Linked DNA regions of Arabidopsis thaliana: region 1 is linked to region 2. The links are chromatin contacts, called in public capture Hi-C maps. All regions are on one chromosome and are shown on one strand. The core of a region is the stretch at or near the end of the contact, and the rest is flanking DNA. Distances in the headings are between cores, read along the strand shown.

Evidence for each region. Capture Hi-C pulls out chosen DNA fragments and counts their contacts.
Region 1: a capture Hi-C map of seedling shows a contact between it and region 2, with 2.3 times the contacts expected there. The contact joins the promoter of ENT6 here to the promoter of UBQ11 in region 2. A contact is called at or near these places in 8 of 26 Hi-C or Micro-C datasets (callus, cotyledon, leaf and 4 more), 2 of 2 datasets of contacts at active chromatin or transcription factors (seedling and shoot) and 1 of 3 other capture datasets (seedling).

The regions. Positions count from the first base shown.
Region 1 is chr4:2,627,793-2,631,324 of TAIR10.1, forward strand. It overlaps ENT6 (equilibrative nucleoside transporter 6), which reads right to left and starts at 1,266. Exons shown (of 10, transcript NM_001340532.1): 1 at 1,021-1,266; 2 at 852-931; 3 at 650-754; 4 at 382-537; 5 at 139-282; 6 at 1-45. The coding sequence starts at 893.
Region 2 is chr4:2,586,919-2,590,849 of TAIR10.1, forward strand. UBQ11 (ubiquitin 11) reads right to left here and starts at 2,519. Exons shown (of 2, transcript NM_116744.4): 1 at 2,377-2,519; 2 at 1,086-2,042. The coding sequence starts at 2,042. The coding sequence ends at 1,353. AT4G05060 (PapD-like superfamily protein) reads right to left here. Exons shown (of 7, transcript NM_116745.3): 5 at 3,766-3,843; 6 at 3,509-3,631; 7 at 3,147-3,383. The coding sequence ends at 3,327. It overlaps AT4G05055 (a small nucleolar RNA gene), which reads right to left and starts at 28; the gene lies at 1-28. It overlaps U49.1 (a small nucleolar RNA gene), which reads right to left and starts at 186; the gene lies at 60-186. It also overlaps the pseudogene AT4G05049 and the pseudogene AT4G05053.

The DNA of each region.
Region 1 (3,532 bases), core at 16-2,515, 40 kb after region 2:
CGCTGATGTTAGCGCACCAGCTACAGCCATACCTCCCATGTATGACTACAAGGAAGTAGGAATATGTTAGCTAGTAAATTCCTCTTGTATATGTTAGCTAGTCTAAAAGGATATATTGTATCTCCTAAAATGTATAACCTGAACTAGTTCAGGGCACATCAGTGATAAATCACCGAACATTCCTCCTTGAACGGTAGCATCCGCGAGGCCAAAAGCAGCAACGACTGCGCATAAACCGGTATAAGGTCCGAATCCACCACGTCCTTTTGTTGCCAAATCCAACTGTTTTTTTTTTTTAATTTAAATTCTTGCGTCTATAATTAAAATCCATTTACATATGAAAGATTAATGTAAGATTAAGACTTGAATTAAGAAACTTACAACTATGAGCAAGAATGTGGATATTGTGTATAGAATGTAACCAATCAGGTTACGTTTTCGAGTACTGGTTTTCGATTCGTGGTATGCGAGGATCACGATTGCTCCAAACGCAAACGGTTGGTATACAAGTGTGAGTACTCTTGAAGGATGATAATCCTACATGCAAGAAACGTTATGTCTTTTTTCCAACTTTTTGATGACTAAAACACAACATCAGAATTCAAAAACTAATTTTCGAATCTTAGAATAGTCAGAACCGAAACCGAACCGGGAAAACTTTGTAGTAGTAATCTGCTGTAGTGAGCATACTGTTCCAAGAAATAAGAGAACCAAATCCAAGAATACAGTAGACAATCATTGCTTGATACTTCCCCTGTTTTTTTCAGAGATAAACAAGAATTTTAGGGTTTGAAATTTACAAAAACATTGAAAGATTTTGGTTCTGAGTTTTGGATATTGTGGAAACTCACGCGAAGCTTCTCAGGAACTTGGTGCTCGTATATATCCGCCATTTTCGAAATTGTTACAGAGAGATCAAAAGAACATAACCCTTTTACAAGATTCAAGAAATGGATCAAACACTGGATGATGTTATTCTTTTTCTTTTTGTTGTTGGAGCAGAAAGCTATAGACACTTACTTGGAACTTAGCACATGCATGAGGGTTTTGCAGAGCCAACGAGTTTGTTGATTATTTAAAGAGTAACGCTTTCACAAAAACTCAAAACAAGATTCTTAATACAAGGAGATGAGCAAGTAAAATAATAATAAGACTTTTAAAAGGTTTTTGACAGCAAATATGGAAGGATATAATATGAGACACAGAAGAAAAAGAAACAGAACCAAATAGATTAAAGTAAGGGCGTGAATGTACGACGCGTTCCAGCTTTTTATGTGTGGTTCTACTTATTTCTCACCATTAAGTTTGTTTCAAACTCTTTTTTTGAAGAAAAAAAGAAAAGAAAAAGCAGTGCGATACGTATTTCTTCGTCACAGATATAGAAACGCACTTGAAAGAAAAAAGCACTCTATAAGGTGTGGTTAGAAGAAAAATGTAGTTTTGTCTAATTAATTTGGCTTTTCTGACGAAATTAAAAAGCATTATGCTATGAGTTTGTTTTTTCTCTATATAAAACACAACATCATCAAACAATATATATACACTAGAAGTAGCCTCGCGTGATGTGCAAAATAAAATTAGTTTTAATTTTTTTTAATAGTTTTGATATATTTTAATTTTATAAATATACTTGAAATTTTTATATTTTTGTTTGAAAAATTACCTTATATATGTTAATTGATTTTTACATGTAGAAAAAGTATCATCAAACACTTAAAATAAATAAGTATTGTGCCGCTAGTTAAGAATTGAAGTAGAAAATTTTGTTAAAGTGAAAAGTTTATGTTTAAAATACTATTTTACTCTGTATTCTTTTATATATACTTTTTTTGATGCAAAATAAAAAAAAACGGGACATTTTTTATTGACAAGAAAACTCAAAAAAAAAACTTGATTGAAGTAATTAAGTAACTAAATATTATGCACTATTAAAAGAGTAATTATTGAGGTATGACTAATCCATATGTTTATTTGGAATTTAAACTTTACATGAATAATAATTAATAATTATCATAAAGCAAAAATATATTTATACATTAGTAACTGAGTAGATTATTCAGTTACTAAGACCATAATGAGGTTTAATTGCATAGTGTTTAATCGCAATTTCTTTGCATTCTTTTACTTCATTCGTATATGTTGATCAAACCCCACAAGATGCTGCTCTATTTTCACCAATTTAGAAATCTTCCGAACAAAAACCACCAAATGTTATTGTTCAGTAATCAAACATCTCATTGCCAAAATAAGTTATTCCATTTCCAAATGAAGTGAAGAGAGACTTCAGGAAATATGTTCTCACTATCAGTGTTTTTTCACTATATTATCCCTTGTATTTTCTTACTATTTTTTAATGTTAGCTGTATAACCTAACAAAAAAACTTAAAATAAAATGTTCACCAGATACTTATGAACCACATAATCGGTGCACATAATAATAAGATTAACCTAAATGAAGAAATCTACAATAAGCAATATAAATCATCATCATTTAACTATCAAATTATCCTAATCTATCATAACTCATGATCAAACAAAAGACTACTCATTAAACATGGTGAAAGATATAAGAAAAATGCATAAACAAAAATATAAATGATAGAATTGAAGAATCCTTCACAAAACAAATTTCAGTTAAAAAATGTCTAAAAATTGCTTAAATACAAATTCGTTTAGACCTGGTCGACCCAAGATAAAACGGGTCAAATCTTGGATAATGATATCATGAAAAAGTCTCTAGTGGTCTCACTGTATTAAAAATGTCTAAAAATTGTTGATCTCACTATATTAAAAAATGTCTAAAAAATCCTTGAATATAAATTTGTTTGGACCGGATTATTCCAAAATAAAGTGGATCATATCTTAGATGATTACATCATTAAAAAGTCTCTAATTGTATGTTGATCCTACTGCACTAAGTTAATATAACCTCTGGCATTGAAGGAAAATTTCTGGATGAGCTTTTCTTAAGCATGAAAATGATATGTGTCTACTAAATCGATGATAATTCTTAAACCTCTGTTCCGTTTGGCTTGAAATCACCATCAGTGGAAAGCTAACTAAATTTCTGAATCTAAATTCGAAAGTAAGGCCTTCATCCGAATTGATATTTCTGACACTTTGGACTTGTTCATGATCATCATTTCTCTTCTTAGCATCTACATGTGTGTATTCCATTATTTTAACTTCACATAACTAAAAACACACACACAAAGACACTATAGGATTTCTAAAACACAAGAAAAATCACGTGGATACTAAATGCAACAAAAAACAATGAAAACACTAATAAAATTTAACAAAAAGAATATTTACAACCTTGATAAAGTGCTAAATATGGAGTAAATCAGGTCTCATAATCATGCCCATATTTTTTGAACAGATCAGCAAAAATAAGAAAAGCCCAAGCAAATCAAAAACAAAAATGACTGTAAACCCTCATCACTTAATAAAAATGGTGGATGAATAGATCCTTTGTGTGATGTATCTTCATATAAAAAAAAAACCTGAAAATATATATTTTGATGATAAG
Region 2 (3,931 bases), core at 1,269-3,768:
GAGCTACCTTCGACGTGGCATCAGACAATTTCTACAATTTAGAAGAAAACAAAAAGAAAAAACCCTCAGCGGACCCTTGTCAAATCAACCACACAGCAGACACAGAACGAATTCAGTCACGCTAGCTGTTGTGTAAAGTGTCATACGGCACTTCCTATCTTTTGGGATTGCTTCTTCATCGGGTTTATAACAATCAAAACTCGTAACCAAACATTAAACGATTTCAAGTAAACAGAGAACCAAAAGAAGAAAAAACTAAGATAGAAGAAAACGTTGTTGAAGATATGAGAAAGAGGGAGAAGAGAATCTGTATTTATATAGAGGGTATTTGTGGCGGCATAACTTAAAGCCCTAGCGTGTACGAGGCGGCATATAACTTGAAACCCTAACGTGTACGAGGCGGCATAACTTCAAACCCAAGCGTTTGATCGAGTTACCATATAGCCCATTAAGAGCCTATATGTATTTTGGGCTGAATAAAATATTATTGGGCCAGTAGATTGTGGTAGTAGAAAGAGAAGAGCTCTAACTACAAAGACTACTAGTCTTTGTTCCTTCTACGATGATTGGGACAGAAACCAAACCATTGGTTCAACAAATGTGGTCCCACGTGTGGATCTCATGGCTCTAGGGAAACCACTTGGATGACGCTGCAAGGAGTTGATCTTTATGCTGCGGTTCCGTTTTGTGTTGTGCATATAATCTTAGAGAAAGGTACTGTCTTCTCATGTACTCTTGTTTTATAGGTTTTTCCTCTCTTTTTTAAGAAAAGTGTGTATAATTGTGTTACAAATGTTGCAGATGGAGAGGAAATTGAGTTTGAATCAAACAAATCAGAGTTTAGTGAAGGAGAAGGCTCTGTTCATATCAGAACTTGGGGATCTTGCTGATAGACTCAGCATCTTGCAGTCTCCTCTACATCTCATTGTATTGTCCCCTGTTTTTGCTTGCACATGTTTTTGAAAGTGCTTAAAACATTGTTTCAAATTCGCACTGCACTTTACTGGCACACTTATAAGGTGATATTGTTTATCACACACTGTCAAGAAGTTAAAACCATTAGATGTTGACAGGACTGAACATTAGATAGAGACTCTGTACTTCTCACACTCATCAAACTAAGCACATCATATAAAGAGACAACGATGACAAAAGTGAATCGAAAGAGATAATTGCAATAGAGAATAAGTTCGATTTGTTGTTTGAAAGAAAAGAGAGATGAAAGAAACGGAAACATAGTCGATCAATTATTTATCAGAGGCTGTACATGGCCCCAAAACATAAACCACCAAAGTACTAGATGAAACGATACATGAACTTGGTTCAGTAACCATAAGAGAGAGAGACAAGGTTTAGAAACCACCACGGAGACGGAGGACCAAGTGAAGAGTAGACTCCTTCTGGATGTTGTAGTCGGCCAAAGTACGTCCATCCTCAAGCTGCTTTCCAGCGAAGATGAGACGCTGCTGGTCCGGAGGAATGCCTTCCTTGTCCTGGATCTTAGCCTTCACGTTATCAATGGTGTCGGAGCTCTCAACTTCAAGAGTGATGGTCTTTCCGGTCAAAGTCTTTACGAAGATCTGCATACCTCCACGCAGACGCAAGACCAAATGAAGCGTAGACTCCTTCTGGATGTTGTAATCCGCCAAAGTTCTGCCGTCCTCAAGTTGCTTTCCGGCGAAGATCAACCTCTGCTGGTCCGGAGGAATACCCTCCTTATCTTGGATCTTGGCCTTGACGTTGTCAATGGTGTCAGAGCTCTCCACCTCAAGAGTAATCGTCTTTCCCGTTAGGGTTTTAACGAAAATCTGCATACCACCACGGAGCCTGAGAACCAAGTGGAGGGTGGATTCCTTCTGGATATTGTAATCCGCCAACGTGCGGCCATCCTCCAACTGCTTTCCGGCGAAGATAAGCCTCTGCTGATCCGGAGGAATACCTTCCTTATCCTGGATCTTGGCCTTAACGTTGTCGATGGTGTCAGAGCTTTCCACCTCGAGGGTGATAGTCTTTCCGGTGAGAGTCTTAACGAAGATCTGCATCTGTTAATCAGAAAAACCGAGATTAATCGACAAATTCGATCGCACAAACAAGAAACTAACACCAAATCTAGATAAAAATCACAGATCAAAGCGTAAATAATCGAGAACACACAAATTCTTTCAACAAATCGGATCAAATACAAGGAAACAACAAGAAAATAAACAGATCTGCGAAAAATACGAACCCTAATCGAGAAATAAGAAGAGATCTAACGATGAAACTATGTAATTTGCCTCCGATCAGAGATTAACGAGATCAAAATCAAAGAACAGAGCCTAAATTGCGATCGAACGAAACAAATCGAAGAAATACAATAAGAACTCAGAAATCTACCTTGATCACGGTTGAGAGATTTGAGAGATTGATTTTAGAGTTTGAGAAAATTGGAATCTGAATTGTGAAGAAGAAGAGCTCTTTGGGTATTTGATTTATAGAAGCAAAAAAGACGAGGACGACTCGGTCGGTCACGAGAAAGCTAAGGCGTGGAAGCAATAGCCAATTATAAATTGACACGTATGTGTAGGGACGTGTACGCGTTGTTCACACGCAAAGTTGTTTTTGGCTAATTGCCTTATTTTTAGGTTGAGGAAAAGTATTTTGTGCATTGAGTTGTTAAAAATTTGATGTAAAGATAGTTTGCTGCGAGACATATACTGAAAGTTGAATTACCATTAGATGAGATCATTAGATAATCTGGATAAGTATGCCAAGAAGTTCTCTGAGTTGAAATTTGAATTAAGCACAACTGAGAGACATATACTGAAAGAGATGGGTTTTGTTTGTCATGTTGAACACTAGAAACACCTCCGGAATTGAGGCAAGAAGCTTGGAATTTGGCTAATGATAGTCTGCGTACAACCCTTTGTGTAAGGTTCACAAGTGAGGTTGTGGCTTGTGGGGTCGTGTATGCTGCTGCACGTAGGTTTCAAGTACCTCTCCCAGAGAATCCACCCTGGTGGAAAGCATTTGATGCAGATAAATCTAGTATTGACCAAGTGTGTAGAGTTCTAGCTCATCTATACACTCTTCCAAAGGCTTAGTATATCTCCTCTGTTTGCAAGGATTCAGGTGGACATTCAGATAAATCAAGACATCACTCTTTTGCAAATATCCTTTTCATTTACCAAACACGATGATCTCCTCTGCAAATAATTTTGGGATTACTAAGATAATTGATCATAAATACAATCTTCTATCTCGTCACACAACACATTTTGACTCGGCACAAAATTAAAAAAAAAAAACACATACACACACTTTTTGGTCTTGGTGGTCTTTAAGTTTCAAGCAGCGTCTACTCCTCCTTGTTGTTGTGCAAGATATCTCTCTCGGCGTTGCTTCTGGTCATTAGTACAGAAGATAAACACAGTTAACATCAGTATCACACTTTCTTTGTTGTCTTATAAAACAAAACATAAAAAGAAGACGAGAGTAAGGCATGAAAAGAATGGCATTCGTCTCTCACCCATTCATCGATCACAAGCCCTTCTCCAATTGGCTTTGGACCAACAATACCCTCTGATGCTTTTTTCCGTGCTTCATCTGCAGCATCCGCTTCAGCCAATTGACTCTTCAATTTCTCCATCATCTGTAAAGAGAGAGGTAACAAAGTTTAAAGAATCAGTGATATCTAGGATTGCTTAAAGCAGTAAATGATCCCAATCAAGTTCACAAATGATGGCGATAAGAACCAGAAAAAGAAGAAGAAGCGGACGGACTCACGGAGTTAGGGTTTTCGGGATCCAAGAATACCACACGCATTACTTGCTCCTCAGAGACATGATCTTTTTGCTCCTCAAACTGCAAAACACAAGAGCATCCACACTTCTTAGAATCCAAGAACAAAAGTCTTATTTTATCTTATCTTCTCTGTTTCTTTCTGACCAGT